Regions from separate parts of the Mus musculus genome. Here region 2 is linked to region 1. The links are chromatin contacts, called in public HiChIP or PLAC-seq maps. All regions are on one chromosome and are shown on one strand. The core of a region is the stretch at or near the end of the contact, and the rest is flanking DNA. Distances in the headings are between cores, read along the strand shown.

What was found. HiChIP or PLAC-seq counts read pairs in DNA pulled down with a chosen protein or histone mark.
Region 2: a contact with region 1 is called in an H3K4me3 HiChIP or PLAC-seq map of bone marrow-derived macrophages, with 5 times the contacts expected there. The contact joins two enhancer-like sites. A contact is called at or near these places in 1 of 484 Hi-C or Micro-C datasets (pre-B cells) and 3 of 115 datasets of contacts at active chromatin or transcription factors (bone marrow-derived macrophages, effector CD8 T cells and memory CD8 T cells).

The regions. Positions count from the first base shown.
Region 1 is chr2:18,604,898-18,612,602 of GRCm38.p6, forward strand. No RefSeq gene overlaps it. Among named protein-coding and RNA genes, the nearest start is that of n-TNgtt9, 22 kb to the left of the region's middle. Within about 2 kb of position 5,089, at least 208 of the 459 cell types and tissues checked have an H3K27ac peak or open chromatin away from gene starts, as enhancers often do. A contact at or near this core is called in bone marrow-derived macrophages, effector CD8 T cells, memory CD8 T cells and 1 more, where this site is marked.
Region 2 is chr2:18,818,306-18,826,010 of GRCm38.p6, forward strand. No RefSeq gene overlaps it. Among named protein-coding and RNA genes, the nearest start is that of Carlr, 20 kb to the left of the region's middle. Within about 2 kb of position 3,581, at least 248 of the 459 cell types and tissues checked have an H3K27ac peak or open chromatin away from gene starts, as enhancers often do. A contact at or near this core is called in bone marrow-derived macrophages, effector CD8 T cells, memory CD8 T cells and 1 more, where this site is marked.

The DNA of each region.
Region 1 (7,705 bases), core at 3,839-6,338:
CTGTATTCTTCTAAAACACAAATCTAGACTGTTCTCACACATACACAACATATGCAAATTTTCATTTGTTTGTTTGTTTGTTTGTTTAAACATGGTTTCTCTGGTTAGAGCTGGCTGTTCTGGAACTCGCTCTGTAGATCAGGCAAGCCTTGAACTCACAGAGATATGCCTGCCTTTGCCTTGACATATCCACTCACCAAAGATACCTGGTAGTCTTCACTTCTAAGAGTTCCCACCCATCCCAGCCACAATAAGATGGGGACTAAGGCATGGACCTTTGAGAAAAATTAGGATCCAACTATATGTAGCACTTAATTTTTTTTCACTGAATAAGAATAAATATTCTAACTGTAAATCAGTTTTAAAGACATTTTCTTTCTCATTAAATCTACTCAGAAAAGCAAGCTTACCACATGGAGACACCACCACAGAGGAGTATCTACTATGAATAATCTGTTCCTTTCAATTCTTACAGGGCAGACACTAGGGGATACTGTGTGCTTTGGCATGTTACATGTGAACTCACCACACAGGGGCATTGTCACCAGGAAGAGGAAGAGTGGCATTTGTTTGTTATTTGAATGGGCATTGATGTTAAAGGAGCTGTTGTCTCTCTGTTGTCCCTCTTCCGTCTTTCCATTTCTCCAAGGGAAGTCCTTCCTGCTTAGCTGGCCTACACTTTTCCTGCATGTGTGTCTGTCCTTACCCACATCTTTCACTTAGGAAATCTTTATAAATTATTAATTTTTCTGCATCAGTTACTTATACACCCTATATATTAATCCCTTGTCAAGTACATGTCTTGAAAAGACCATCTCAGCTTATCTTTTAATTTGTATGCTGTCTCCTGTCATATTAAAAGTATTTTTAAAATTTAAATGTGATTCATTTTGTCATTTCCCCTATGGGTTGTGCATTTTAATGCTTTGTTTCAAACATATGTCCCAGGATTGAGTTGTAGCTCAGTGGTAGTGCATTTGCTCAGCATGCACAGGCCCCTGAGTTAGACCCCCAGTGTGACAAAAGGAAGGAAGGAAGGAAGGAAGGAAAGAAGGAAAGAAGGAAAGAAGGAAAGAAGGAAAGAAGGAAAGAAGGAAAGAAGGAAAGAAGGAAAGAAGGAAAGAATTCCCTAAGCCATGCTTATGAAGAAATTCTATGTTTATAATCAATATTCTAAAAAATTCTTATTTATATCCTTGTGTTTCTGTGTTGGTATCTGCACATGTGTGCAGAAGCCAGAGAGGGCATCAGATCCCCTGGGGTTGGGTCACAGGTGGATGGGGGTGCTGGGAAGGGTCCTTGGGAATAGCAACCAGCACTCCTAACTATCTCTCCAGCTGCATAATCAACATTTTAATAAAGTTTTCTTTTTCTCCAGTTGGTATTTAATGTATCTGAAATTTAACTTGTATGTAATGGAAGAAATAAAATTTTTAGTGAGTGTTTTTAAATGAGAATAAATGAGGAAGACTAAATATTGCTTGTAATCTGTAAATGCTGATTTAAACTACCCTTGTCTGCATACTACCTTGAATACATTTAATACTCAGAAAACATGTTCTGGCCACTTTTTTTTCAGCAATGTGGATTGCTTAGACTATGTACAAAGTTGGCCTTTTAAAGTCATATAAGTTGTGCTTAATTTTTACTGCTTTGAGCAGGAAACAATATCTTAATAGGATTAACTTTATTTAAGTACTGAATTATTCCAATTAAGTTGGAAAACAAAAATGACTTCTCCAATGATGCCCATTTTTAGAAAGCTCATCTGGGAACTCTCTGTACTCCTAGGCAAGTGCATTTACCATTTACCAGAAGAAATGCATACAAGACATTTTAATCTACTTTCAATGATTCTGGAAGTCAGGTTCTCAAATCAAAAGAATGTTTGCTGCCAGCTTTCACATCTATGATTTGAAGTTACCACTCTAAGTTTAGCAAGGCCTGGCTGTATTGCTAAGTCTCATGCCAAGACCTGTGAGCTTTCTCCCCTTTTGTAAATAGCCTGAAAAGAAGTACTTAAAACCTGATTTTAATTGAAGGCAATCAATATAAACCAAGGAAACTGTTTTGTTTTAAATGAGACACCCTGTAAGTTCTGCTCAGAACAATTCCCCTTGGTTTTTTTTTTTTTTCTTAAGAGTCTCAGAAATTTAATCTTTCAAATATTTCCAGGAATTCCAAAATCTATCACACAAAGGAGGAACACCTTCGTTTTGTTCTGGAGTGAGGGGGACAGAATAGAATGTTCTTGAAAATGTGAATCTAGAAGGTTAAAACATAGTTGGAAAGGTGAATTATTTTATTTTCAGTTTCTATATATAGACCAACTTCCCCCATTATGACTGAAAGAAATGTCTCAGACAGCAAATGATGTCATTGCCTCCGTTGACTTGAAATGCTTCTATCATCTGCTTGAAAAAAAACAAAGAATCCAACCCAGCTACCTCACAGAGAAACGCCTCCTCAATGAGACTTTTCAGGAAGACACTTGTCGCTAGTCCCGCAGCCAAGAGACTTCAAAATCACACTGCTTCTCAGAGAACTCCCCACGGACCACCATTTAGGAATAATTTTAATTCAAAATCAGCATTCTTGAGTTCAGATAAGTGGGGGGAGGGAGAAGGAGAGGGAGAGGGAGAGAGAAAAGGCGATAAGTATAAAAAGTGAATAATTTAAAAGAAACACCTAACCACCTTACTGCTTGGGAGTCCCCGTGTTTAACGGGAAAAAAAACACGAATTAATATCTCTGTCTTCTTTGCCGGTCTCTCTACAACTCATCTCTGGAAGTCTGTCCAGAAAGACGATTCTGATTCCTAGTCTATTGAAATACAGTGCAAAACTCCCAGTTGCAATAAAAGAAAAGAAAGCACGGGAGGAAGCCAACTAGCTAACCAAAACCAGAAAACAAGAAAGAGAAGGAAGGAGGGAGGGAAAGAGACAGAGAGACAGGGACGGGTCAGACAGAGACACAGACAAAGAGAGAGGAGACAGAGAGGGAGAGAGAGAGAGAGAGAGAGAGAGAGAGAGAGAGAGAGAGAGAGAGAGAGAGAGAGAGAGAGAGAGAGAGCGCTAATCTCCTTGCAGCAGGAGACAACAGCACCCCACCCCAAGAAGTCCCCCTCCGCTGCTGGGGAGCACTGGGCACACAGTGGCTTCTGAGGTCACCAGCTTGCCACCCTGGCCCTTGGCAGCCTAGGCTCGCACCTGGACGCCCTCTCTAGCCCACACTCAACAGGAGAGAGGGAGGAAGGGAGGGAGAGAGAAAGAGAGAGAGCGAGAGAGAGCAAACGACAGACAGAAAGACAGACAGACAGAAAAGAGAATGGCCCACCTGTGAGCCCAGCAGGCAAGAAACGCGCCGGCCACAGACTCAAAATGGAGAAAGAGGAACCGAGAGGGACAGGAAGGAGGGAGACACGGGAAGGGACAGTAGGATAAAAACTGTTCAGGGTCCGCGGGTTAGAGGATGCCAGATGGAGAACCCAGGAGTGGAAAGCCAGAGCACCAGGAAGAGCGAGGAGGCCGAGGCAGTGCTCCAGCCAGGCTGCTCCGGTGTCCAGGCTCCATTTCCAACAGCGCCATATTCGTGCAGCCCTTTGTCGTGGTTGATTTTTCTCCGGCGGCTGGGGACCTGTGCCAGTGGGTTTCTGCCGCTTGGGCAGAGGGCTTGGCGGCAGGACAGGATGCAGGGCTCAGTTGGGGGACCTTCGTGGCCATCTATATACCTTGAGGGGCTTCAGTGTGCAGGGCCCAGCTGGGAACCATCGTGCCTGCCTTACAGGGCTTCAGGGTACAGAGCACAGGGGGGAGCCTCAGGCCTGTCTTCCTGGTAGGGCTGTAGGGTGCAGGCTCCAGCTGGGAACCCCAGTGCCTGGTTTTGCCCTTGCAGGGCTGCAGGGGACAGGACCTAGCTGGAGGCCCTTCTTATACGTGCCTCGCAGGGCTGCAGGGTTAGCTGGGGGACCTTACTGCCCTTCAGGGCTGAGGGGTGAGGAACCCGGTTGCAAGTGGCCCTCGGGCGCTGCACCCCTCGGAGTTCATGTCCTTGACGTTGGAACGGTGAGTGGCAGACGCTAGTGCAGGAAGGAGGCGTTACTAGATTGATCAAAGAAAGAAAAAGAGGAAGGACGCCCTTAAAGAGAAGGGTGCTAGCTGAAAATAGCGGAGCACAGTGCCCCAAGATCCGAGCCTTTCTGGAAGGGATTTCGGGCCTCCCGCCCCCCTCCTCATCCCACCTGGGGGCGGGCGGTCAGCCACCTCCTCCTGCGCACAGCCACCAAGTCTCTACCCTGGTTGCTCTCCGCCTAGACCTCTTACAGGGTCGACTGTCGGGCTGACCGCCCGGACCTCCAGGTCCGCGGGTCGCTCCATCCCACCCCTACGTCCGAGGTATCAAAGCTCCCCCGGTAGATCTTGGGGTAACTGGAGGCACCCCCAGATAGAAGCCGCGTCCGCCACTCGTCCCGCCCTATGTCGCTCTGACATAGTGTCACCCTGAACCTCACGCACGTCTTTTTCACAATTCTCCCCTTTTCATGACGAGGGTTGTCCTTTCCTCCAAATCCCATCCTCGCCGGAGCTAAGGAAGGCCCTGGGTGCCTGGTGTCCCCTCCCTTTCCCAAGGACTCGGGGAGCTAGCGGGCCCCGACACTCCAAGCCGGAGTACCCTGAGGCCAGAGCCCCGCACTTGCCCGGAGCTATGTTGTGGACCAGGCCGGAGCCTCTGGCTTCGTCCCCTCCAGGTGAGAAGGACTCAGGCTGGAAGGAAGGAGGCGACCGCTCCCTCAGGACCAAAGCAAAAAACAGCTAGCCACTCGCGATCGCCGCCGGCGTGACCGATACCCACATCGCCCGGCGGCGGTTCCGTGGGCTCTGTTCTGACTTTATGCCTGGAAGAAGTTTTCTTCCAGGCATAAAGTTGGTTGGTTGTCCTCCTTTCCAACAGAGAGCACTGCCTGTCGTCTCCCTTCCCGAGGCCACTGGTACCTGTCATTACCCCCACCCCCCACCCCCAGGTGCTTGTCTTCCATCCCGCGGTAATTTGAAACCGGAAGACAAACGCACCCTAAAATTGGCACCTCCAAGTCCGGGCTGCGCACACTAGCTCCCTCAAACCGGTATCATAGCGGTTACTTTTATCTCTGCACTCTTAACCGGATTTTGACTTTTGAAACTTTTCTGTTACATTGAATAGTTCTTCTTTCACAGATCTATGTTCCTACTTTCATAGAGTTTAGGTTTTCAGAAAAAGATTTCTTTCCCAGGCAGAAAATACAGATTTATTTATTTCTTCCTTCCCTTTCCTTCCCTTTCCTTCCCTTCCCTTCCCTTCCCTTCCCTTCCCTTCCCTTCCCTTCCCTTCCCTTCCCTTTTCTTTCTTTCTTTCTTTCTTTCTTTCTTTCTTTCTTTCTTTCTTTCTTTCTTTCTTTCAAGAAATTCTGTTTGAAAAGTTGCATTATAATGCAAGCTGCAAATTTCTAGAGGCGGGAAGAGAAGGGAGTGGCTCAAGTCCCCACGGTGAGGACCAGTTGGTTTCAGGAGATTCCTTCCCTGTGTTTTTGTAAATTCCTAAAACCAAATTTCAAAATGAAATAACCTTGTGCTGACTTGGAGATAGTCCACAGAACTCAGAACTGAAAACCTCGGCAACCTGAAAGGCCTGCTTAGAAAGCAGTCTAGCTTCTGTTGCTGAGAAAGGGTCTCTCTCTCTCTCTCTTTTTTTAAGGCTGTAAGAGTTTTTAAATTAAATAATTCATCACTGTGTAGATGTTTATAGCTTGACAATAGCCAACACTTTAGACTCCTGGTTTGTGCTCTTGTTTTTGACTTCTTGGAAGTTCTTACGCAATCTTTAGTGCTTCCTTCTTTATAGAAGCCTTTCCTGACTTCACAGTTCTATTTAGTCAGGAGTTTTGTAAAAATCAAATTTCTAAAGCCACCTAGAAAAGAGTGCTTTAGGGAGTATAAATATGGGATTGATGCTTAAGATAAGTTGCTCTCTCCCCTCTCCGGATAACCTCCCTCTAAAGTGAAAGCTGGAAGTTGTAGTTTTGATTGATAATCTAGCCACTCTTGAATCCAGCCACTAAGTCTAACAGATTAGATTCTGAGGCCTACTTTTTCTTTAAAACCATTGCAAAATATTTATTAAATTATTATGAGAAAGGAGGGTTTCTTGTCAGGAGGCAGGTACTGATGAACGTTCAATATAAAACAAATCACCACATGTATGCATGCTATTTCTAACACTTAATGCGTTAAGGATTGCTGACTAATACAGAAGAAAGTATCTTTATTTGATAGATTTATCATGTAAAAGAAAATGCATGATCTCTGTCCCAGAATTCAGTGAAGCAGAATTTTAAATAGATCCCTTACATCTTTTCAAAATCCATCTAGACAACTAGGTATTGCCATCAGGACAATTTTTGAGCAAGGTAATCTTTAGGAATGCAAAAACATAGATTCACAAATGCCCAGCATGTGACAGTCAATTTCTCATAATACATTCTTTACAAACAGCTGTGGGTTTTTTGTTTTTTTTTTTTTTTTGGTTTGTTTGTTTGTTATCTGTTGGTCTATATGTCTTTCAAAAGCTTCATGTTACAATGTTACCTACATGGAAGACATTTATTTACAATTAACTGCTTTGTTAATGTTGCAAGTCATAACTGCTTTGACCATTGATGCATGTAATACTGAGTGTGTACTTTCAATGCTCCTTACTTACATCCTGTAGACTTCAAACTTCAAGTATCTATACTCTTTGAAGTAACATTTCCTTAAGTGGCAGATGCTCATGGATCAGCACACAGAATAATTCAGGCATTTCATGTAACAAAGTCTTACTGAGATAACTTTGTTCTCCGCAGACTCTCCCAGTCTACTGTTTTATTAGATCTCCTGGTTGTGTCTGCTTCACAGCAAGGACTATCAAACAGTTTAAATGAATTGAGATATTCTCATCTCCCTTCCTCACATTCCATGCTGATTCTTGCTTTTATGAGAAATTGATACTATTGATGAATGTTAAGTTTTACAACTAAAACCATACAAGCACTGATATTCACTTATTAAATATATAGAATTTTTGAGGTCTAGTAGCATCTGAGCACTGAATATCCTCAAAATATTTTCTGTTCTGTAAGAAACTAGTCATTGTAACTCTTTATGTTGCCTGGCAATTTAGAAATAGTAATCTTTTAATGTTTGTCAGGCATGGTTCTTGCTTTAGGCGAGCTAAATAGGAGACAAAATATTCTAAGGGGAAAACTCTATTCAGCAGAGGTGGTGAGGAGGGAGAAGGAGGCATTGAAGTGATAATGTTTATTGTCTACATGTTTGCTTGCAAGGAATTTTTGTTTGTTTTCACATAAAACTGTGATATGTTTAATTCAATGCTTCAACAACAATAAGGTAGTTTAAAGACCTAAACATTTTTTAAAGCAAAAGATTAATAGTCAGCTAAAATGTTAGTTTCTCATGTTATAAAAATAATTACCCATAAGCCATTACCCATAAGCCATTGATCTTATGCTATATGAGTGAAAAGTTTACAGAGAATTACAGGGCAATATCCTGGTCATGTTGCTGAATGGCAAAGTTTTCAGACCATAAATGTTCTGTTTGTAAAAGCCAGGGAATTTTTACAGTGGTTTCCATACATTGTCCTGTGTTATTTTAAATTCTCTTCATTAAAG
Region 2 (7,705 bases), core at 2,331-4,830, 210 kb after region 1:
CCCATGCTCCCTGTCCCCTGTCAGAACTGTCTGTCAAACAGACCATTTGTTTTTAAATTTCTATCTTCCCCATCATTACAACCACCGGCAGGCTATGACACAATGTCTTTCCTAGCGCGTAGTGAAGGGCCTGAAAAAGAAATGAAGATATGCCCGCAACCTGTCAGCACTGGAAGTTCATGGAGCTGCTTTGGTTGTGGGCTCAGGATTCTGGGGAAGGAGAGAAAGCAAACTGGATATGAACTGGCCTTTCATACTCTAAAAAGCCAAGGCTAGGTTGGGGCTATCAAAACTTCAGGAGATGAACATAGGGTCTTGTGCATACTGTGTGAGCCTTTACCACTGAGCTATCTATCCATGTGTGTGCATGTGTACATGCGTGTGTGTGTGTGTGTGTGTGTGTGTGTGTGTGTGTTTTCTCAGACCTCCCACTACATTCTGGGATTACAGGCCAGGGTTGCCACACCCAGCTTGTCAGCTTACTCTTCTTCTGCAGCACACACCTCCCATCTCATCCCTGCTTGTGATGTTTTCTCCTGGTTCCCAGAGACTCCTAGATAAAGTACATTCTCCGCAGACACATGAGATTTCCGTTAGTAATCTGATTACTTGGAGTCAAATTTCCATACAAAATCTGCTCTGATGTTCCGTGTACATTTCAGTAAGTCCTAGCAGATGCAGTCATCCATGGAACTTTCACCCCAGATTCAGAGTATAGAGATTTTCACCCATGTTCCTTTGATTTCTCCTCTCTTCTCTTGTCTCCAGCCCTGGTTGACTATTGATCTGCTCTGGGTCTTTGTAATCTTGCCATTGTTTTGGCCAAGAATTTCATACAATGGAACCACAGTGTATGAAGCCAGGATTCTTTTGTTGTGCCATAATCTTTTGATAATTATGCATGATTTGTCTAATGAGAAGTGGTTTTTTGTTTTGTTGTTTTTGGTCTTTGTTTGTTTGTTTGTTTGTTTGTTTTTGGCTGAGTAGTATTCTACTCTGTGGCCATAAAGCAACTCTTGTGCTTCAGATGACAGGCAGCAGGGTTATTTCCTGTGTCTTTGCTATTTAAAGCTAAGAACACGCCTGTGTATGTCTCTCTGTGAGCATGTGTTTTAAATCCTCTGCTAAGCACCTACTAGGACTTCTGCGTCATAGGCAAATGTGTATTTGACTTTATAAGAATCTTGCAAATGGTTCCCCAGGGTGACTGTACCATTGCTCAGTCTCCCCACCAGTGACTGCAGTGATTGAACATTTCAGCCGTGCGGCGGCGTCCTCACCAACATGTGCTGTTTCCAAAGGTTGAATTTTAGCCACTCTGTGGATTGCACAAGATTTTTGGAATCTGTCAAAAACCATATTGGCCTTTACTCCAGATGGCCCCTGTTCTGATTGTGTGGATTCGCGCTGCTCCCTCAAGGGGGCAGCCTCCCAGTGAGTTCCTGCCCACCCCAGGCCAAACTGGTCCCTAGCACCCGTTTCTAGTCTGTCATTTTTATGTGGTCCCTTCCATTTTCTTCTCTCCCTCTCTCTTTCTCTGACTTCTTTCAACTCCAAGTTTAGAAAGTAGAAGAATGAAGTGTTTACATGTTTGAGTCCCAACACCTAGCACTGAGCGTAAAATTGTTTACTGGCAAAATGAAGGCATGAATCTTAAGACCTGACATGGTTTCCAGTTGATGAGGCTCATGGTCTCCTATAACATGCCTCAGCCTTCCTTCAAGGTGGTGTGATTGCTCTCTCTCTCTCTCTCTGAAGGAATCTTGACTTGCATTTGGAAGAAAAACAGTGGCACATATTGCTCCAGACTGTGGAATGGCAGAACTGTCCTTCCTTCCTTCCTTCCTTCCTTCCTTCCTTCCTTCCTTCCTTCCTTCCTTCCTTCCAAAGTACTTCAAAGCCTCACTATATGCAAGGGCTCTGGCTAGACTCTGAGGTCGGGGCAGAGTCATTTAGTTATGTCTGTTTAATGAGGTAGTAAAGGGGATGAGGTCAGCATTATAGGGAAAGATTCTGACAGACAAATGCGGGTGACGACAGGGAACTATGGCAGCTCTGAAGCTGCCACAGACACCTGCAGTAGTAGCTGGGTGGGCTGCCTGTGATCCCACACCTCCTCCAGCAGCTGACCGACCTGTGCTCCCGAAGATTGTTTCCTCGAGTGTTTGTCAATAGCTTGACTCTATTTCTGATGTTGTATGGTCTTCTCAGACTTGACTTCTTTCTCTCCTCCCAGGCCCTCATCAGTGGATTGAGCAAAGCTGTGGCAGAGCAAATCCAGGTTTATGCACCACATTAGTTATCCAACAGACAAAGAAACATCTGCGCCACACTAGTTATCCAACAAAGAAAAATCCACACCACACTAGTTATCCAACAGACAAAGAAACATCCACACAGGGCCGGGGAGGCAGCTCCGTGGTTAAAGCACTTGCCTGGCACGCATGAGGACCTCAGATCCTCGGAACCAATGAAAATATTGAATCTGGAGGCCCATCTGAAAATTTAGCCTCTTGTAGTTAAGACGGAGGCTTCCTGAAAGCAATCTGGCTAGCAGGACCAGCCATGTCTAAGAGCTCCAAGTTTGATTGAAGGAACCTTCCTGCCTCAAAGAAAAATGTGGAAAAGCAACTGAGGGTGATTCTAGACATGAACCTCAGGCCTCTAGATCCATGTGAACATATGTGAACATTTACTGCCCCCACACGTGCAAAACATGCATGTGTACAGACAGACACACACACACACACACACACACACACACACACACACACACACACATGAATATTGGGGGACAGGAATAAGAAGACTCAATCAGTAGAGTGACCCAGGAGGAACCTAGGGAAGGCTTAGTGGACAGAGGGCTTAGAAGAATATAGCTCCGCCCATTCAAGGCTACTCTCTGTGAGCAAAGCCTCACTCAGAGGCTCACAGGTTCCTTGAAAGAAGTGGTGGGAGCCCCTTTGGACTGGGTTCCAAGATGGTGTGAGTCGAAGGGTGGGTCCTTCTGAGAACAGGAATGCTGCCTTGTACATTAATGCATTTTGATACACCCTCACAAGGCGCACACAGCCTTCCTCCTCAAACCCGCCATATCTGCAGGGAATAATCACTGTCACATAGTACAGCAAGAAATCCCGACCTCATGTTCCTCTGTCCAAAACCTGTGGGGAAGAAAAGCAAGGCTAGTCTACCACTTGTTCACACAGCCTTACACAGCGTGTAGCTGCTGGGGACAAGGAAGTGAAGGCCAAGCGGCCCCCAGCCTCTCTGACCCCAGCGGTTGTCACCATTGTCCATTGCTTATAAATTGTCAGAACAAACAGAAAACGTGAACTCAGACGACCTTGAGGAAGCCACAATTCAGGAAGGAGTCCGTGAGCCCTGGTCAGAAGCCTGTGCTTGGAGCAGCCTGGGTCCTCCCGGGTTGAGGTTCCCCCTGTGGCCTCAGCCCCTGTGTGGTGCTTATTGGAAAGTCTTGCCTTTCCCTTCACTTCCTCTCTCTCCTGTCTTCACCCTGAATGGGAAACAGCTGGCCAGCCTCCATCTTCCTTGAAGGTGGTTATTGAGTTCTGCCCGGTTTCGGTTTCATTTTCCTTCCGTATGCATTGTGCTTTGTCACTTACCAGGCGTCTAAGGTGCCGTGCAAGCAGGAAAACTCATTACTGCCACAATGACTGCTGCCTCTGTGCCTTCCAGGAGGCACGAGGCCTGTGGGCTGTAAGGCAATGAATACAACTAAAGGAGAGAAGAGGCGCATGCAGGGCGGGGGAGGGCAGGAGAGATTATATGGAAATGATTGCTTTTTTCAGCAAATCTGACGCTTGCCCTGACAGGAAGTGATTGAGAAAGTGGACACTGGTGGGCTAATTAGCCACTTGGGGAAAGTTAGACAGTATTTTTGTGCATGGCAAGAGGGATTTCCTCAGAAGTGGTCCCAGATCTGAGAAGTTGACTCCAGGGCAAGGCAGGTGCAGAGAGCAGCAAGACCCTGGAAGGGAAGCCTGACCTGCAGAGTAGGTGTCATGAAATATGACAAAGGCGAACCAGGGCAGTCAGAGGTCCCGGTGGGATCAATGACAATGTCAGGCCTTGCAGAAAGGCCTGGAGAAACGGTGAGGAAAGAACACTTACACATGTAGTCCACGCTTAATAAAAGAGTAATTCCAATGACATTGGATTAATAAATATCACTTCGAGAGATCGCTGCACCCAAGTTTAAGACGGAAAGAATATAAACTAAGGTAAACAGAGAAGAGAGAGAGGAGATGGGTTACTGGACGGGGAAATGCCAGTTTGTTTGTACCAGATCATTTCAGCTGTCCAAACCCACTGTCACCTGGACAGTAAAGACGTTGCTGCCTTTTGGCAGCTCCATAGACTTTTTTTTTTCTTTAAAAAGGCTTCTTTTGCAAAGTTGATTTTAACATAAGTCTTGAGCAAGCTTAACATGTAAAACCCCACTCAGGGCCAGTGCAGTTACGTTAGGGTTTTAATTTTCCCTTGCAGGCAGAATTTCTCTCTCTGCTGGTTACTGTACACGCCTGCCAAGAGCATAAAAGAGCCATCATGGGAAAGTGTTTCCAATGCTGGGAGCCAATCCAGGCCTGTCCCGGAGGCTGGTGGCCAATCAATGTGAGTGAGGACAGCTGAGGGGAGACGAATGTTCCTAGGCTTCTCGGGGGGTTGACAGCACCTCTGTGCATGACGGCTACTGCTGGAAAGACAAGTTTGTGGTGGTTTCCAGCGAGGTTTATCTTCGGAATCCGTTAGAGATTGTTTTCTGCCAGCAGGGATAAGCTCAAACTCAACCTTGGAGCTCAGAATGATGGTATGGACGCTGGCTCCTTTTTATACACCACCCAAGCCATCCTGACACCCCCCCCTTCAGAAACAGGAATTCCAGAAATGGGGGTGCAAGAAAGGAATGCAAGGGGTGCTTTATAGTAAATAGTATCTTTGCCTCCTTACCAGCCTCCCACCCCACCCCCTTCATACTGCTCTTGTGGTATTTAGAGTAACACCAGGCTGTCCTGAGTTGACAACTGCATTTGTATCCTGTGGTCTGGGCTGTATATTCAGGATAGATAAGATAGGAAAGAAAGACAAGGATTCTGAAGTCCCTCGAGATCATTCTGCTCACAAAAGCTTTTGTTTAGCTCCTGGCCCCGTTCAAAGGACAGTAGACTTAGAGGTTTCTATGCAAATGTGTCCTTTCCCCATTAAGAAAAGTGACCTTTATGGTAATATTGGAATAGCAACATCAATTCCTGGGTTAATAAGACTCTCTGGCCTAAAGGGAGGGTGTTCTAGCAGGAGGTAGAAACAGGGACGGGGCATTGCAACCTGTCCCTCCAGGGAAAGGATTTTCACAGTTAGGAAACCCTTTACTTTTGTCTGTCCCACTTGCTTATAAATCAGGGAACTCACTATTCAAGAGAGCTATGAGGAACTTTTAGTAATAGTTTCACATAGACCTGGGCATGGGGGCACTTGGGAGGCAGAGGCAGATGGATCTCTGTGAATTTGAAGCCAGTCTGGTCTACAAAGCAAGTTCCAGGACAGCCAGAGCTATGCAGACAAACCTTGCCTCAAAACAAAACAAAACAAAACAAAACAAAAGTTTCACATAAAAGTAATAGAGCTTGTTAAAGTACTAACAAAGCATAAAGGGTTATCACACAGGACACAGAAAAATTTAAGCCAGAGGCCAGGGACATGCGTGTTGATAAAAATCAACAGTAAACACAGATAGTAGTTATTGTTCATTAGCAAGAATATCCTTGCTAAAGTTGCAGCCTACACAACAAACACAAGAAAAAACTTTCTTGGAGGTGTGTTTAGATTCTTATCAAAGAGGCTTACCATGTGTGGATATTCCAAGTCATCACTAGGAGGTTAAAAACAGTGAGTTTCGGAATCTTGTCTTTGCTACATTGTGGGTTCTTCTTTTTTACCCCATCACCAGATAGGAAAGAAAGAAGGATAGAGGGGAGGGAGGGGAAGAGGGAAAGGGAGGGAAGGGGAGATGTCTAAATCTAATTTATTTTTGTTTCTTCTTTGAGCACAACTACTACCCCCCCCCCCCCCCAATGACCAACAACCACTCAGCTCACCAAATGGGACATTTGTACCTTCTGAAAAGTTCTCAGAATTTGAAACATCTTGAAATCACAGAAACTCTCAGTAGCTGGCAAAACTACGCCTCAGCGAGGGCAGGAGGCAAATTATAGTTGGCTGCTTCGAAGCAGCCCCCAGTCCCCACACCTGGGATTAAAACAAAAAAAAAATGTGTTTTCTCTCTCTCTCTCTCTCTCTCTCTCTCTCTCTCTCTCTCTCTCTCTCTCTCTCTGTGTGTGTGTGTGTGTGTGTGTGTTTTAAAGACATCAAAATTCCAGAATTCTCACTATGTTTCCTGTGATTAATTCCTCTTTCCAAACTCATCATGGTTATTAATCTGACTGGCCATACTGCTTTGCATTTCCAACATGCCTGAAAAATACAACTTGAATAGTAAGTATGGAGAGAGAGTGTACGGACTGAGGAAAGAAAGTGAGCACACACTGATGTGTAACTTGAAATCCCTGGCAAGGAACGGGAAGGAGTGTGGACGGACGGTTTTTAGTGAGGCTGAAATTTCCAAGACTTAAGTCAATTAAAAATAAACAAATCTGTTAATGGAAGAGGGCATCATCCTGAGTGAGGTAACACATTTACAAAGGAACTCACACAATATGTACTCACTGATAAGTGGATATTAGCCCAAAACCTAAGATACCCAAGATATAAGATACAATTTCCTAAACACATGAAACTCAAGAAAAATGAAGACTGAAGTGTGAACACTATGCCCCTCCTTAGAAGTGGGAACAAAACACCCTTGGAAGGAGTTACAGAGACAAAGTTTGGAGCTGAGATAAAAGGATGGACCATGTAGACACTAGCATATCCGGGGATCCATCCCATAATCAGCTTCCAAATGCTGACACCATTGCATACACTAGCAAGATTATGCTGAAAGGACCCTGATATAGCTGTCTCTTGTCAGAGTATGCCTGGGCCTAGCAAACATAGAAGTGGATGCTCACAGTCGGCTATTGGATGGATCACATGGCCCCCAATGAAGGAGCTAGAGAAAGTACCAAAGAAGCTAAAGGGATCTGCAACCCTATAGGTGGAACAACATTATGAACTAACCAGTACCCCGGAGCTCTTGACTCTAGCTGCATATGCATCAAAAGATGGCCTAGTCGGCCATCACTGGAAAGAGAGGCCCATTGGACACGCAAACTTTATATGCCCCAGTACAGGGGAACGCCAGGGCCATAAAAGGGGAGTGGGTGGGTAGGGGAGAGGGGGTGGGTGGCTATGGGGGACTTTTGGTATAGCATTGCAAATGTAAATGAGCGAAATACCTAATAAAAAATGGAAAAAAAAAATAAAGTTTAAGACTGACCAAAAAAAAAAAAAAAAAAAAAAAAAGAAAGCAACGTTTGGCTGGGATTCTCATCCTGGGGTTAAAGTGGGAAAACGTTTAATTGCTTAGGAAGTAATCCTATTATGGCAGATTTCATGCATCATGAATTATTTCTCCTAATTTGAGGAGTTATGAAAGAAAAGTGGGATTTTTCTGGTAAGCACATTTTTGAAAGAGCATGTGATAGGTGCCGGGAGACTAAGCAGACCCGGCCAGGCAGAGGCTTTC